3 separate regions of the Sus scrofa genome follow, and regions 1 and 2 are each linked to region 3. A link is a contact called in public HiChIP or PLAC-seq data. All regions are on one chromosome and are shown on one strand. The core of a region is the stretch at or near the end of the contact, and the rest is flanking DNA. Distances in the headings are between cores, read along the strand shown. Region 1 has its middle 7.1 kb from the start of COMMD10. Region 2 holds the start of ARL14EPL (ARL14 effector protein-like). Region 3 holds the start of CCDC112 (coiled-coil domain-containing protein 112).

Region 1 (2,774 bases), core at 94-2,593, 750 kb before region 3:
AGCCAAGGGGGAGTCATGGGACATCCCTGAGAATCCATGTCTGTGAGGGCAGATGCAGGATGCCCTGGAGAGTGGAGGGACCTGCAGGAATCAGGCTTCTGGTGTCTCTTAGGGAGGGAAAAAGTAGAGCAATGAGGCAGAATAAAACAAAACTATATCTAATATCCCAGATGATGAATGTCAAGCTGGAAATCTGAAGATAAGATAAGAAGAAAAGATATCCTGCTGAGAATAGCCAGTGGAAAAGGTTACACTGGAGCCCAGTGAAAAAAGCCTTTCCTCTGCCCACCCCCCACCTCACTGGTGACACCGGCTGAAACCCACAGGCATCCCAACCCTTCCCTCATACCAGGTGGAAGTGAAAGAGTGAAATGAGGACGTGAACAACCAGGTCTGACTTCAGAGGAAGCAGAAGCTCTGGGGCACCACAGCTAATGAAGGGGTATCTGCCCTCACGGGCTGCACACGCCCCTACCAGGTAGAGTGAATCCTGATATAGGATAGGGAACTAAACCTCAGAGATGAGAAAATGAAAATTAAATCCACAACAAGAGTCCCCCTCAGCCCCAGTTCCCGTTAAGCTTTTGTTTAAAAAAAAAAAAATGTAGAGCAAATGCACCTCTGAGCCCTTTAGATGGAAAAACAGATCTCAGGGTAACAGGCGAAGGAACTAAGGAGACTGGCATTATTACATCAGAGGAAGCAGAGGTCTGGCCAGAGCTGTCCACATTCAACCCAAGGAGGGTGAGAAGACAGGGCATAACTATGCAATCATCATGCCGAAAAATACAGGAAAGAGAGGTACACAGCATACAAGAAATAGATGAAAAGTTCAATCTGGAATAAAATGTAACCTCAGAGACAAAAGAAAAATGCCATGCGAACGCTCAGGGTAGAAGTTACTGTGAAAAGAAATTCAGTGGCACAAGAACTAAAATAACACTTGATGAAACAACAAAACTAGCCAATGAAAGGCATTGTGAATGAAAGAAAGAAAAAAAAAAAGAAATTGTGGACTAAAAGCACACCATTTCCTAACTGATAAAGAAATAACAAAATGAAAGGAAGAGACGAGGCACAATTACAAATTGAATTATTGACAGAAAAGAAGGACCATTCACAGCAAATGCCAGGAAAGAGACAAACACAAAGGAGATACTGCGAACAAAGAAAAGCCAATATGAAGATAATTGTGTCTTCAAGCCAAGAACTGAACAGAGACACAAAAACACACTCAATTACTGTAATAGAGCCTGACTCCGTTTTTGACGTGAGTGCTGACAGCTTCCCAGCCCCCATCACTCCCTCTTCCCTTCTGACCCACATCTGGGCACAGTGACAGGAAGCTCCGTTGCTCCCTCCTTTGGCGCTGGGAGAACGTTCAAACCCACACAAACCACACAAACTTCCACAACTGTGTGGGGAACCCTCAGTGAGGCCCCACTCCCTAATCATCATAAAGCCAGTCGCCCTCTCCAGCTGCTTTTGGACCTGTCAGGAGTTTCTACTGCTCTCCCCAGAAAGCCACATGATGTAATAAAACTTGTCATACCTTCTTGGGGCATGTGTTGCACCATCAGTTTTAACAGCAACCAAATTTAGACTCAGGAGTCCCTTTCCCCTCCAAGAGACAATCACGACAAATAGACACTGGAAGGCAGTTTCCCTAGAGTGATGGAAAACCTGAGTCTGGGGTTTGATGAAAGAGCAAATTGTTTTCTGAAAGAATCTAATCTAGAATGATGATGTGGGAACAAAATTACCAAATTCCAAGGATTAAAAAAAAAAAAAATCCTTCAGGCATCCAGGTGAAAAAGTAAGTCATTTACAAGAGGAAAGAAATCAACCAGTCTCAGACTTCTCCCAGCAAATCTACAAAGTTTTGAGAAAAGTACATTATGTCCAGCTATGATGTTATTCAATTATTAAAGCAGAAGTCAGACAGTCTCAAATATGATTGTATTTACACCTTTTATGAGTTCTTTTTGGGAAAAGTGATAGTTTAAAAACAAGCCAAAAGGGAGTTCCCATTGTGGCTCAGTGGTAAGGAACCCAATTAGGATCCATCAGAATTCAGGTTTGATTCCTGGCCTTGCTCAGGGGGTTAAGGATCCAGAGTTGCCACGAGCTGTGGTGTAGGTGGCAGATGAGGCTCGGATCCCACGTTGCTGTGGCTGTGGTGCAGGCCAGCAGCTACGGCTCCAATTTGACCCCTAACCTGGGACTTCCATATGCCACAAGTAGAGCCCTAAAAAGCAAAAAATAAATAAAAATAAAACAAAAAGAAGCCAACCATGAGATAATAAAGTACACAGGAATAGTGCTATGGCATGTAGTGAACATTAAATCCATTTAGAATTAAGATTTAGTTAAGATGGGAATTATATTTAAGAAATTAAATATAATATTTTAATGTTTGAAATGTAAATTTAATATATAGCTAAGAGAACTAATTTAAAATGTGCAAAGATAACTGAACAAATTAGTACTAATTTCTTAATCTTTAATGGCAGATTATCAATAAATGCTATCTTAAATGAAATACATCACTTAAAAAATAAATTGGTCATAACTTAATCTTTTTTTCATCTCTGCAAGGGTAATAATCTAGAGAGCTGTAGTCTGAATACGCCTAATGGACTATGGAAATACTTTGCTTCCTTATTTCTTTGACCTACTCAGTGATGACATAGGCAATGTGACCAGAGATATTTTTATTTTGAAAAAATACTACCAACTTAAAATCTATAGTTTGTTTCACAAATCATATTGTC
Region 2 (3,111 bases), core at 314-2,813, 710 kb before region 3:
AAATACCAACTTTAGGACTCCTGGGGCCCCACAGCTAGAGACCCCAGGACTGGATCTGCCTACCATTGGGCCAGCATTAGCCCTGGGATCTGGCCTCAACCACCAAAGGGCAGAAACCAGCCTAGGGACCTTCTGCCCACAGCCGTGCACACAAATGGGCAGACACAAGCCCTGGGACCACTGAGGTCCCACAGCCAGCTGTGTCAAGACCTGGCCTATCCACCAGCAGGCTAGCACCGTTCCATGATATTTTGGGCCCCAGACTTGCCTGACAGCATAATGACACCAGTTCTGGGACACCCCAGACCCTGCAACCACAGCCCCACCCACCAGCAGGCTGAACAGGCTCCAGGAACACTGACTTAGCAGCCAGCCACCCTGAGATCTGGACCCACCCACCAGTGGGTCAGTACTAGCTCTAGGATCCCCCTGGGCTTGGAAGCTAGCAGCCTTATGGCCCAGCCTTGCCCACCAGTGAGCAGTCACCAACACTGGGACTCCCCTGGCCATGTAGCCAGCCATGTCAAGACCCAGCCCCAACCCACCAGGGCCAGAAACCCCCATACAAGGCAGGGCCTGACAACCAACCAGACTGGGGGCCAGCCATGCTTACCACTGCAGCCTGGGTAGTCAGCCTGCCACAACAGAAGGATCAGGCAGCCCACATAGAGAGCATCTAGAGCATATAGCCCTGGTGACCAGAGGTGAATGAGCTTCTGGGGCCCATAGGATATATACTGCATAAAGCCACTTCTTCAAGATCAGGAAACATAACCAACATTCCAAATACATAAAAATAAAAACATTGAATTAGGCTGTTTTCTGAGCCTTCGTATTTGGAATATGTTCCAAATGAAGGAAAAAGATAAAACCCCAGAGGAAGAACTAAAAGAAGTGGAGATACACAATGTAACTGACAAAGAGTTGAAAGTAATAATCATAATGATACTCAAACACTCAGGAGAAGAATGGATGAACACAATGAGGAGTTTAACAAAGAGTTAGAAAATGTAGAGAAGAAGCAAACAGCTGAGGAATACAATAACTGAAATAAAAAAAATACTAGGAAGAATCAACAATAGATTAGATGTACAAAGGAATGGTTCAGCAAACACAGAGTAGTGGAAGTCACTCAAGCTGAAGAGAACAAAAGAAAAAATCATTTTAAAAAATGAGGACAGTTTAAGAGATCTTTGGGACAACATCAAGCATACCAACATTCACATTATAGGGGTCCCAGAAGGAGAGAGAGAGAGAAAGGAGAAGTGGACACATGTGAAAATATAACAGCTAAAAGAAGGAAACAGATATACAGGTCCAGGAAGCACAAGGGGTTCCAAATAGGTCAACCCAAAGAGGACCACACCAAGACACACCGTAATTAAAAAGACAAAAATTAAAGCTAAAGAAATAATAGCAGGCGTTCCCCGGTGATACAGTGGGTTAAGGATCTGGCCTTGTCACTGTTGTGGCCCAGTAACTTCCTCATACTGTGCACACAGCCAAAAAAAGAAAAAGAGAAAAGAAAAGAAAAAGAAAGAATATTAAAAGCAGCAAGAGAAAAGCAACACATTACAAGCAAGGGAACTCCCATAAGGCTATCAGCTGACTTTTCAGCAGTTACTCTGCAGACCAGAAGGAAGTGTCATAATATATTTAATTTGATGGAGAGTACTCAAAAAATTAAAAATAGAACTACCATATGGTTGAGTAATTCCACTCTTGAGTATTTATCCAAAGAAAATAAAAACACTAATTAGAAAAGACATATGCATCCCTATGTTTATTGCAGCATTATTTACAATGGCCAAGATATGGAAGCCACCTAAGTGCCCATTATTGGATGATTAGATAAAAAATATGTGGTGTATACAAATACAATGAATACTAGCCACAAAAAATTAAATTTTGCATTTTGCAACAAGATAGATGGACCTAGAGGGTATTATGCTAAGTGAAATCAGTCACAGAAAGACAAATAATGTATGAGTTCACTTATATGTGGAATCCAAAAAATAAGACAAATGAACAAACATAACAAAATAGAAACACAGTCATAGATACAGAGAATAAACAAGTGGTTGCCAGAGGGAAGGGGGTTATGGGGAAGAGAATAGTGGGTGAGGGAGATTAAGAAGTGCAAACTTCCAGCTACAAAATAAAGGCCACAAGTATGAAATGTACAGTATGGGGAATACAGTCAATAGTTCTGAATAGCTTTGTATGGTGACAAATTACAACTCGACCTATCATGCTTATCATTTTGAAATGTATATAAATCATGAATCACTATACCGTGTACCAGGAACTCACATCATATTGTATGTAGGTCAACTATACTTCAAAAACAAAGACACAAAACTCATAGTTGGAAGAGAGAAAAAGAGGAGGAGAAAGCAGTGAGATGATACATGACAGGATTATTGAAAGATAAGATTGGAGAAAATAGAGGAAATATGAAGCTGATATTTAAGAAAATTTAGGAAGATGTTACACGTGTAACAATTTTATGGCTTAACTTTTAAGTTGCTAAATTTAAAGAAAAAACTCTCTGACCTATGATGTATGGTCAAGTCTGTGCAGAGTGTACTTCGGTTTGTCCTCATGGCCAAGTCCTATAGCCTCCTGTTCCCACTCCGGGAGTATCTTCTTGTGAAGTGAATAAGAAAGTGAACCTTTGTCTTGCATTTCAATTTGAGGCTGCATTAACTTACACAAGAAATTGGAAAAAAAAAAAACACCTTAGATCACACTATCTTCAGTCTATATAGCATATTTAAAGGCTTTTAATTGACATATTCTTTAATCTTTATAACATCACTTTGAGGTAGATAGGAGATCTGTACTTTTACCCCATTCTATTCAAATTCAAAATTAAAAAACAAAATCAAAATTAAAACAAGAATTAAATGGTATACACACAAAGTCTAGAGTAAGATGATTTGCCTTAGCAGTCCTGATTACATCAGGTGTGACAAAACTAAGCTGCTTCCATATATTCTGACTGATGAAAATGTTTAAAGTTGACCAAACGACACACAGATTCAATTTGGTCAAATGAAGCCACATTTCAAACAGAATCCCCTGAGTGTAAAGCTGGAAAGATTATTG
Region 3 (2,924 bases), core at 212-2,711:
GAATGAGCCTATGATGCCTCTTTCTGAAATCAATTTTTTAAATGATAAGTTCATGTTCATCACATTGGTTTGAATTTTCAAGCAGAAATGCTCTACTGGGGCCAAGTGGTATAGTCGTAAAACTGTCAACCATACTGAAGATTTTTCATTTCCCTGAGGCAAATCTGAAAAATAAAACCCTGGGACTACCCGCAAAAGAATCGTCAACATCCATTCGAACACAAGTGATTATCTTCTTTATTTTCTACTAGCCTCTGGGAAAAAATTATTTTTCAAAACAAGAAAAATAAGCTCTGATGTTTTTAGGCATTGGGAAAATAAATATTGACTATAAAGTCAGATCCAGGCTTGATGCTTGGCTGTGCCATGTTCTAGCTATATTATCTTAGAAAGTGTATTAACTAAGATGCTTAAAATTGATTTATTTACACCAAAGCATAGTTATGTGTGTTGAGAAGAGTGTTTAGCACACAGTAGGCCATAAAAAGTAAGGATTATTATTTTTAAAATAAATATTCACATTTTTTTCCTTTTTATACAAACCTACCTTTAAATTGTCTTTAACAGCTACTTTTGAGGCAGATTGACTGTTGTTTCTCTGGCTGTTGTTATTGTTCAACAACAGATATTTGGGGCCCATCCTCTGGCAAATGACAGTCTGTTGGAGACTACCTGGTTAGGGAACATTAATATTTCTGAAGGACTGCAAAGTACAGGCAGAAAGGCTGGGAACTCTTTAAATCACTTTCTCTTTTTAGTTTCCAGGAATAATATAGTTAAGTTTAAACAAGTGAATATTTTGTATGAGAGCAGTAATTTCAAGGTCAGCCAAAAGGAGTTCAAATTTTTTTTTTTTTTTTTTTTTTGGCTGTACCCATGGCATGTGGACATTCCCAGGTCAGAGATCAAACCTGCACTACAGCAGCAACAAAGCCATAGCAGTGACAACACAAGATCCTTAACCTTCTGCACCACAAGGGAACTCTTAACTTTTTTTTTTTTTTAACGTGAAAACCGTAGAGGAAATTATCTCTCCTTATGTAAGCAATATTGGTTACCTTTTATTCTGATTTCAGAAGTCAATATGAACCAACTTTATTCCAGCTCTGTCACTTTATACTAGTGGATTCCGTAGGTGAACTATAAAATTATACACTTACTTAGAGTGTTTAGGAGAGTAATACAGATATTTTGTTAATAATTAAGCCTTATGTAAAAAGAATCCAGTGCCTAGGCATAAGAATATATTTGATTTTGCCTAACTCTCTGGGGCAGTTCTATACATTTTGAGTATATTATTCTCTGACTTTGGGATGAATCATAACTGTTTCACAATTGTTCAATTTGTAGTAAAAATCGCTGCATAATTATTAAAACAAAACATTTGGCCCTTCTGCATCTTAATTTTATGATCTGATTTCAGGGGAACCCAGTTGACAGCTTTCTTCCTTCTTCCTGTCTGGAATAAGTTTGAGAATTGGAAAGAAAGAGGTAACATGATCTCTGTTTGCAATAGATAATGTAACAATGTAAAAGGAAACCCTAAAAGAATCATTCTAAAAACTAAAATTAAGAGACTTGATTAAGTAGCAATGTAAAAAAAATTAAATAAAAATCAGTAGTCTTTTGTATACCCAAAGAGTAACCAACTAGGTGATATTGAGGAAAGGGAAATCACAGCTGTAGTTGTAATAAAAAAGATTTTTAAAACTTAGGAATAAACTTAAAATATTTACTCTTGAAAGATGCAAAAGTAGACTTGAAAAAATGTAAAAGCATACCTTGTTCATGAATTGGACAACTCTACATCACACATATGTTAATTCTTCTCAAGTTAGTAAAAAAATATATATATGTATAATGTGATTCCATTAAAAATATTGAGATTTTTTTCTCCTAAAATAGACTCTTGATTCTAAAGTTATTTTGGGAAATGAACAAGCAAAGAAAGGTAAGAAAACCCCAAAAAGAAGAGAGGAACTAGCTCTGTAAGTTGTTAAAACATTTTATAAAGCCCTTATAAATAAAGAAGTATGTTCACGGATACATAACTAGATATAGAGAATTATAGAATAGAATAAGAAATTCAAAGTAGAGCAATTATATGTGAAAAGTGGCACCTAAAATCACTGGTGAAAATGTACTATTTTTAATAAATGTTTTTGGCATAACTGGATAGCCATTTGGGAAAAAGTAAAATTGAATCCATGGCTCAGGCTGGATATGAGAATGAAATCCAAATAATCCAAATATCTAAATGTAAAAAGTAAAACTACACAAGAAAACAAGGATTTGTTTTTTTATAAACTGAGCCTTTCCAATTATAACTACAAATCCAGAAGCATCAAAGAATGTCCTAAAACATTGACAAACTTGACTACATAAAAACAAAAAAACTTTTTCAAAGCAAATGCCACTAAACAATTTAAAAACCTAGAAGGAAATATTTGTAATTTACATCACTAAATTATATTATAATCGCCTAATTGATGAAGCGCTCTTAAAATCTGGAAAGAGAAAAGCCAAATCCCACTGGGGAAAGATGTGAACAGAGTTTTAAAGAAAAAACCAATGTCTTGGTGGCAGTCATGGTGGTGGTGGATGTGGTGGCAGTGGGGATGGCTATAATGGATTTGGTAATGATGGAAGCAGTTTTGGAGGTGGTGGAAGCGACAATGATTTTGGCACTTACAACAATCAATCTTCAAATTTTGGACCCATGAAAGGAGGAAACTTTGGAGGCAGAAGTTCTGGCCCCTGTGGTGGTAGAGGCCAATACTTTGCTGAACCATGAAACTAAGATGGCCATGGCAGTTCCAGCAGCAGCAGTAGCTATGGCAGTGGCGGAAGGTTTTAATTATTACTGCCAAGGAGGAGTCTGCTACTACAGGCTTGTCAGCTCTTAAAAAACCAGAAGCTCATCA

The links. HiChIP or PLAC-seq counts read pairs in DNA pulled down with a chosen protein or histone mark.
Region 1: an H3K27ac HiChIP or PLAC-seq map of alveolar macrophages shows a contact between it and region 3. The contact joins the enhancer-like site here to the promoter of CCDC112 in region 3. A contact is called at or near these places in 1 of 5 promoter capture datasets (liver), 5 of 47 Hi-C or Micro-C datasets (alveolar macrophages, embryonic fibroblasts, heart right ventricle and 2 more) and 1 of 2 datasets of contacts at active chromatin or transcription factors (alveolar macrophages).
Region 2: a contact with region 3 is called in an H3K27ac HiChIP or PLAC-seq map of alveolar macrophages. The contact joins the promoter of ARL14EPL here to the promoter of CCDC112 in region 3. A contact is called at or near these places in 1 of 47 Hi-C or Micro-C datasets (subcutaneous adipose tissue) and 1 of 2 datasets of contacts at active chromatin or transcription factors (alveolar macrophages).

Annotation. Positions count from the first base shown.
Region 1 is chr2:120,230,175-120,232,948 of Sscrofa11.1, reverse strand. No RefSeq gene overlaps it. Among named protein-coding and RNA genes, the nearest start is that of COMMD10, 7.1 kb to the left of the region's middle. Within about 2 kb of position 1,343, at least 8 of the 83 cell types and tissues checked have an H3K27ac peak or open chromatin away from gene starts, as enhancers often do. A contact at or near this core is called in alveolar macrophages and retroperitoneal adipose tissue, where this site is marked.
Region 2 is chr2:120,193,375-120,196,485 of Sscrofa11.1, reverse strand. It overlaps ARL14EPL (ARL14 effector protein-like), which reads right to left and starts at 1,563. Exons shown (of 4, transcript XM_013995047.2): 1 at 1-1,563. It overlaps LVRN (aminopeptidase Q), which reads right to left. Exons shown (of 19, transcript XM_013995045.2): 19 at 2,758-3,111.
Region 3 is chr2:119,479,342-119,482,265 of Sscrofa11.1, reverse strand. CCDC112 (coiled-coil domain-containing protein 112) reads left to right here and starts at 1,461. Exons shown (of 12, transcript XM_021084645.1): 1 at 1,461-1,491. It overlaps LOC110259444 (a long non-coding RNA gene), which reads left to right. Exons shown (of 3, transcript XR_002341855.1): 3 at 1,424-1,458.